Linked DNA regions of Mus musculus: region 1 is linked to region 2. Evidence: chromatin contacts called from public promoter capture Hi-C data. All regions are on one chromosome and are shown on one strand. Each heading gives the region's core, a stretch centred on a gene start, on an enhancer-like site or on the middle of the called end of the contact. The rest is flanking DNA. Distances are from core to core; before and after follow the strand shown. Region 1 holds the start of Maats1 (MYCBP-associated, testis expressed 1). Region 2 holds the start of Parp9 (poly (ADP-ribose) polymerase family, member 9).

Evidence for each region. Promoter capture Hi-C pulls out the DNA fragments that hold promoters and counts their contacts.
Region 1: a contact with region 2 is called in a promoter capture Hi-C map of liver, with 2.9 times the contacts expected there. The contact joins the promoter of Maats1 here to the promoter of Parp9 in region 2. A contact is called at or near these places in 3 of 39 promoter capture datasets (liver and pre-B cells).

What each region holds. Positions count from the first base shown.
Region 1 is chr16:38,339,870-38,343,655 of GRCm38.p6, reverse strand. Maats1 (MYCBP-associated, testis expressed 1) reads left to right here and starts at 1,796. Exons shown (of 17, transcript NM_001081025.1): 1 at 1,796-1,999. The coding sequence starts at 1,879.
Region 2 is chr16:35,936,345-35,939,821 of GRCm38.p6, reverse strand. It overlaps Parp9 (poly (ADP-ribose) polymerase family, member 9), which reads right to left and starts at 1,352. Exons shown (of 11, transcript NM_030253.3): 1 at 762-1,352. It overlaps Dtx3l (deltex 3-like, E3 ubiquitin ligase), which reads left to right and starts at 795. Exons shown (of 5, transcript NM_001013371.2): 1 at 795-1,128; 2 at 3,195-3,445. The coding sequence starts at 945.

The DNA of each region.
Region 1 (3,786 bases), core at 547-3,046, 2.4 Mb before region 2:
GCCTCTGAATTTAAAAAAAGGAAAAAAAAAAGCTTTCCATTTCCTCTGGGAAAATACATATCATACAATGTTCTCTGATTTCTGGATGCCTGGAAAGTCTGAGTTTTACCACATTTGCAAGCCAGTTCATATGTGATGGCTGAAACTATCAAACTCCTGGGCTACAGATAAAGGACATTTTATCACTTGCAGCAGGGCATTATACAAGTTTCCAGAATCTCATTTCCCATGGGCAATGTGAAAAAGACCAAATAGTACAAAATTCTTAAGGACAAGAACTAAGAATGTCTCACTCCCTTTGGCTTAAAGGGCAACACTGTCTCTATCACTGTCTCTATCACCCATCACTCTTTCCTACTCAGAGTCAAGGACAGACAGTGGCCCCTCCCTTATAAGACAAAGGGAATCAGCCCCTGTGTAGAGTTCTCTCAACATGATTAGAATTGGGCTGGAGAGATGGCTCAGCGGTTAAGAGCACTGATTGCTCTTCCGAAGGTCCTGAGTACAAATCCCAGCAACCACATGGTGTCTCACAACCATCCCTAATGAGATCTGATGCCTTCTTCTGGGGTGTCTGAAGACAGCTACAGTGTACTTACATATAATAATAAATAAATCTTAAAAAAAAAGATTAGAATTAACTTTGTTAGTGATAATAGCGAGATTATTTTGGACTAGTGTGTATCTCAGTAGTAGAGTGCTTATAGCATATGTGAGACCCTAAATTCAATTCCCAATGCCACAAAAATAATGAATGAATAAATAAATGAACAATATTAGTTCGAGGCGTTGGCTAATTTTAAGGTAAAATGATACTATGAAATTTCTTTTTAAAAGAAGAATGGATCATGGGCAAAAGCTGACCCATTTCTGCCTCTCTAGTTTTCATTGCAGGATTTATTTATTTATTTATCTATTTAAAGCAGAGACTACGCATGCACCATAATACCAAGAGCAGCAGCCTGGAGATAGAGTTCCTATTACAGAAGCCAATGTCCGCTTTTATACTGCTCCAAGGCCCAACACACAGGAACTTGGATTTCTCCACCTTGTGGAAAGAGGCTTTCAGAAATGAAAGTACCGCCAGGCTTGGTGGTGCACGCCTTTAATCCCAGCATTTGGGAGGCAGAGGCAGGCGGGATTTCTGAGTTCGAGGACAGCCTGGTCTACAAAGTGAGTTCCAGGATAGCCAGAGCTACACAGAGAAACCCTGTCTCGAAAAACCAAAAAGAAAGAAGGAAAGAAAGAAAGAAAGGAAGAAAGGAAGGAAGGAGAAAGAAAGAAAGAAAGAAAGAAAGAAAGAAAGAAAGAAAGAAAGAAAGAAAGAAAGAAAGAAAAGAAGGAAAAGGAAAGGGAAAGGAAAAGAAGAAATGAAAGTACCCAATTCTAGCAGGTGAAGAGATTTCCCATGGATTTCTAGAAGATACTGGCGGCAAGGGCGGTCACTAGCAAATAGCTCTTGGTTTTCTCAAGTAGCCCTTTCCCCAGCATCTGACGTCAGCTCTATTGGGCAGAATCCCTATCCCTTAGCCTCTTCTTCCTGGCCCTGCTTCTTTCCATGCTAGATTTTCCCTTTCTCTTGACTATTCCCTTCCAGTACCCAGCTCCTCAGGTCGCCCCACGTCTTGCCTCTTCATTCTGCCAGGTTTGTTCACCCTGTATCCCAAAATCTACTCTGTCGCTCCTTTCTGCCTCTTCAAACTGCCCCCAGAGCCTTTCCCCCTGCCCTTTCACTTCTCCGCCCCGCCTCCCCGCCTCCTGAAACTCGCCCCGCCCCTTATCCCTGCGTGCTTCTGCGGTTGCCATAGCTACGGTGTACACAGCTACCAAGCCTCCCATAGCTGTTTTTCTGCTGGCGGGAGGGAAAAAGGCAGCACCATGAGCCAGACAGTGACCATCCAGGAACCCAGGCCCAATGATCAGAGGATTCCGTATCAATGCAGAGAGGTGCGGAGGGCCAAGGGCGGATTCGCCAATCGAACGTACGATTACCTGTACGGTAAGGACTGCCCACTCCTCCTGGGAGCTAATGTAACCTGGTAGGGTGTGCTAAAAAACAAGCTCCAGGACAAACCCTCTGGCTCTGGACCGCACAGGTGGGAGCCCTAAGTCCCAAGTACGCTGTGGGCCACGCGCTCTGCAGCACTTCGGAAGCCACAGGTGTGCGCAGCTTCTCCAAGTGCCAGACGGGGGTCACCCCTTTTCCCTCTGATAATTTAATCTTCCTGAAACCTAGTCTGGTTTCAATCATTCAGGTGCACATTCATAAAAGTGTGAAGTGAGCCGGGTGGTGCATGCCTTTAATCCCAGCACTTGGGAGGCAGAGGCAGGTGAATTTCTGAGTGCGAGGCCAGCCTGGTCTACAAAGTGAGTTCCAGGACAACCAGGGCTACACAGAGAAACCCTGTCTTGAAAAAAACCAAAAAAAAAAAAAAAAAAAAAAAAAAAGAAAGAAAGAAAGAAAGAAAGTGTGAAGTGATTTGCAGAGCTGGAGAGGCACGCAATGCATTCAAACACACATGTCCAGTGAAAGTGATAGTGATTTTCCTGCCCCAGGTTCTGACAAATCCAAATTTGGGGTTCTGGGTAAAGAGGTTCCAGTTGGCTTCATGTTTGTTTTCAGTGGTTTCCTCCTCTTCCTCCTCCCCTCTTTCTCCAACCTTCTGTTAATCAAAACATTGTTGATAAACTCAGTGCACCCATTCCCCTAGGACCAATTAAATTCCGGTTTATGTTATGCCCTGATTTTCCATTTGTGGTCTTCCTCTCCAGACCTTAAGTTCTGGTTCACACATGTCTGTCATCCTCTTGAGCCTATTACAATACTGTACACAGTATTATGTATAAAAGTGTTAACTAGACTACTGGATTTATACCACAACAAGTGCAACCATTTAAGCACGATGCTTTCTTTTTCTGATTTTTTCCCTCTGTAGAAACAGGCTGTCACCTGAGCCCTGCATAATTTTCAGCCTTATGGTATTTCCTTTGGATCTCCAGAATCTCTTCTGAAAACCTGTTTTCTTGGATTGGGCTGTGTAATTACCGACTGCATGCTCTCTTAGTTAGCTTTTCTATTGCTGGGACAAAACATCATGATCAAAAAGCAAGTTGGGAGGGAAAGGGTTTATTTAGCTTACACTTCTACATTGCTGTTCATCACCAAAGGAAGCCAGGACAGGAACTCAAGCAGAGCAGGAAACTGGAGGCAGGAGCTGATGCAGAGGCCTTGGATATTGTTGCTTGCTCTCTGTGGCTTGCTCTTCATGGCTTGCCCTCCATGGCTTGCTCAGCCTCCTTTCTTATAGAACACAGGACCACCAGCCCAGAAATGGCACCACCTACCATGGGATGGGCCCTCCCCTACTGATCACTAATTGAGAAAAGGCCTTACGTCTGGATCTCATGGAGGCATTTTCTGAACTGACGCCCTTTCCTCTCTGATGACTCTAAACTCAAATTGACACACAAAACTAGCCAGTACAACACTTCCATCTTAGGATCTTATTGCTGTGAACAGACACCATGACCAGGACAACTCTTAAAAGGAAAACATTTCACTGAGGCTGGCTTACAGTTCAGAGGTTTAGTCCATCATTGTCATGGCGGGAAGCATGGCAGCATCCAGGCTGATATGATGCTGGGGACAGAGCTGAGAGTTATATATACATGCTGATCCACAGGCTACAGGGAGAGACTCTGTGTCACACTGGGTGGAGCTTGAGCATAGAGGACCTCAAAGCCCACCTACAAACTGACAAAACTTCCTTCAATAAGGCCATACCT
Region 2 (3,477 bases), core at 103-2,602:
GACGCGTGACCCAGATTTAGGGCGGGTCTTCCAGTCTCAAAAGACCCAATCAAGAAAATCGCTCACAAGCACTACCCAGCTAGCTGGGGTTTTAGCTGATTCCAGACGCAGTCAAAATGACAACCAAGATTAACCATCACCTATGAGCTAAACTATGGTGTTAACCTTTAGAATTAACACACATAATCCCCACTTTATTTCTGTTGACGCTATAGATCTTACAGACCCTTCCTCTTCCTCTCCCTGGCCTGGAACCCAGCCCTCTGGACTTTAGGCTACTGCTGTCCCAGCCTAGAATACTTTCCTCCCCTCCCCCAACCCCTTAAGATACCTCTTGAAACCTGCTCTTTGGCTTTTGCTTTGTTCACAGGTACTGACTGCTTCTGTGCTCAGTTCCTCGTTACCTCCCTCTCTAGGGACTCAGGGAAGCAAGCCGATCTGTGCTATTCGCTAACTTAAGGCCCTCGAGCAGAAAATCCCTAAGGTGCCCAGCTAACAGGAAAAGTACAGGTCACCAAGCAGGTAAACTCTCTCCACTTGAAATCAGAACCGCATCTCAGTAAATACTAGTTACAACAATCATTTCAAAAAGTACAAACAGGTGAAACTCTTTACCCCTCTATTCCGCTCCACCCTTGAGAGGCCTGAACCTGGGATCCGGGTTCCCGCCAAACTTCCGATCCTGCAAGAATAGAAGGGCGACCTGCCACCGTAGGGAAACTTCCTCTGAGCGCCCACCGCCGAGCGTGCGAACTACTCACCGGGTGATGGCTCTGAGAGATGGCAGAGCAAGACAGGCGGCGGCTCTGCGGAGAACAAGGAGGGACCTTCTGGGGAATCGAAACTGAAACTTTGCCTCTCGGGTCTTTAGGGCAGGGCTCGCCTTTGCTCTTCCCTGTCTGTGCAGCGCCCCTGAGCCCCAAACGAGCCAGACGCGGATAGCCATGGCTTCCAGTCCCGACCCGCCGTCCCCGCTACTCGTACGGCTGCGGGAGTCCATCCCCAAGGCGCACAGGAAGCTCGAGATATACTTCCAGAGCCGGGCCTCGGGAGGTGGGGAGTGCTCTGTCCAGCCCGTGGGCCCCAGCGCCCCGGACACCTACGAGGTGAAGTTCCTAAAAAAAGCAGGTGAGCCGGGGCAGGGGAAACAGGGCAAGGCTCGGGTGCAAGGGTAGAACCAGCAGGTTTCCAAACCGATCCCTGCATGCTTCCGACGAGAGCCCACGCGAGTGTGGCTCTCTGTCTGTGGGAGAGTGCGGTCCACAGACTCCCTCCATCCCACAGTGGCGGAGAGAGCCTCGTATGAGTCCAGCCGCTGATGAGGTCGCGGTTCGACTCCATCTGAGAATTTCCCAGCAGACCCAGTTGAGAGAAGAAACAAAGTGTGGGGGTTGGGATTGAGGAGGAAATCCAGAACCTTGTGCACGCTAGGCAAGTGCTCCACCACCGATCTCGACTCCAAGCCATTTTAATGTTGTAAATAAAGATTCCGTTGACTTATTTTTAAGGACTACAAAAGTAATATATGACTTTAAAGAGGAAAGTCAAAGAAAAATTATCTGAAGATAGTTTGGTGGGGTTTGGTTTGGTTTTGGTTTTGGTTTTTGGTGTGTGTGTGTGTGTGTGTGTGTGTGTGTGTGTGTGTGTGTGTGTGTTTGGTTGATTTTAGAGACAGGGTTATTCCTTGTATCCTTGTCTGTCCTGGAACTAGCTCCATAGGCTGACCTCAAACTCGCAGAGATCCTCCTTCCTCTACTGGGATTAAAGGCAGGTGGTGCCACACTAATGTCCTCAATGGGGGCATTTTCATGCATTCTTTTCTGAGAGTCAGCAAATGAATATACATTCTAAACTTTTTGATCTTGTTTCTTTTGGGGGGCCGGGGGTTTCACCATTTAACTATACAATAACCATTATTCAATGTCATTGAAATGAGAGATTCAAAACCATTACAAAACATAGGTTTCCCCACCACCACCCCTTTGAGACAGGATCTTGCCATGTGCCATTGGTTGGCCTTGAACTCATAATACCCCTACCCCTACCACTACCATTTAAGTGCTAGATTGTGAGTGTGTACCAGCATGCCCAGACTAGAAATGTGATTTCTAATAACCAAATTATATTCCTATGCTAAAACTTAAGCTCCCTTCTTTAGAGTTCTGATTAGCTTCTCCTATCACCAGCCTGCTATTCCAGAATGCCAGAAATAACTGTTCAGGTCCTCTGTATGCATTTGACCAGGAGCCTACAACAGATACCACCAAGGGCCAACTTGGTGAACCAATGCATTACTTATTGCATTGGTATTGGTTATTGGATTTACTTACAGGAATATGGGAAACGACTCAAAGGCAACTGCATCACCAAAGCCCACCTAGCATGGGTGACAGCTCACAAAGCTGGGAACCTGGAGCTCACTGCACACCTACAGGCAGCTCAATAGGTTAGGGAGTGTTCTTTCCAGGTGGCTCAGTTGGTCTAAACTTCCTCCTAAGTGGAGCTTAGAGTTCACTTCCTGCAGGCAGCTTCTCTGGTGGTTTAAGTTTTCTTCACAGCTTGTTTTGTCTAAGAGTCTCCTATGCAGACCTTTAATGAGTCCTCACAGCAGCTCTGTTCTGGGAGTCTCAGGAGGACTCTTCCCAACAGTCTCTATTGTTTATTCATTCAGGGAGGGGCCTATGAGTCTGGTCAGTTTCTGGGATTTCCTGAAGCTATTTTGAGTTGTTTACCTTCTTGCTTAAGGAACTTCTTTGCAGGGTGGAATGTTTCAGTCTTGAGAAAATTTACACAACAGTCCCATACCCTATGGTTTATTCAAATAAAGTCTATGGAAGGCGAACCAATGCATTTATAGTAGTGGCACATGCCTTTAATTGTAGCACTCTGGAGGCAGGGGCAGGCAGATCTCTGTGAGTTCAAGGCCACCCTGGTCTACACCAGGAGTTTCAGGACAGCCAGGACTACCTAAGGTCTCAAAAACAAAAAATAAAACAAAACAAAAAAATGAACAACTAAAAAGCATATGTGAGAACATGGGTAGCTTATGTGAAAGTCCTAAGCTTATTAGGGACATCTCTGGAGGTAGCATGCTCAGACGTTTCTAGAATCAACCTACAGGGATACTGAGGATCAGCTATGTAAATTCTCTCTTATTTCTGTGTGAATGTGTATGTTTAATGTCTCCCCTGAAGATAAGGAGAAAGTGTTGAAAAAGAGCGAACACGAGATGTTGGTCCATAACAAACCTGTGACCATTGTCCTGGAAACTACTAAAAAGCCAGTAGAGGACCTGAGACCCAGACTCCCATCCTTGACACAGCCAGTGGAGACACCAAGCTCCAGACCTCCGTCCTTGACGGGGTCTCTGGATGAAGCACTTTGTGATGACATACATCCCCAGGACGGGCTCGTTTCTAACTCTGTTGACTCAGTTGTCCAAAAGGTGAGTGTTGACAGAGGAGCTGATGCTGCCCT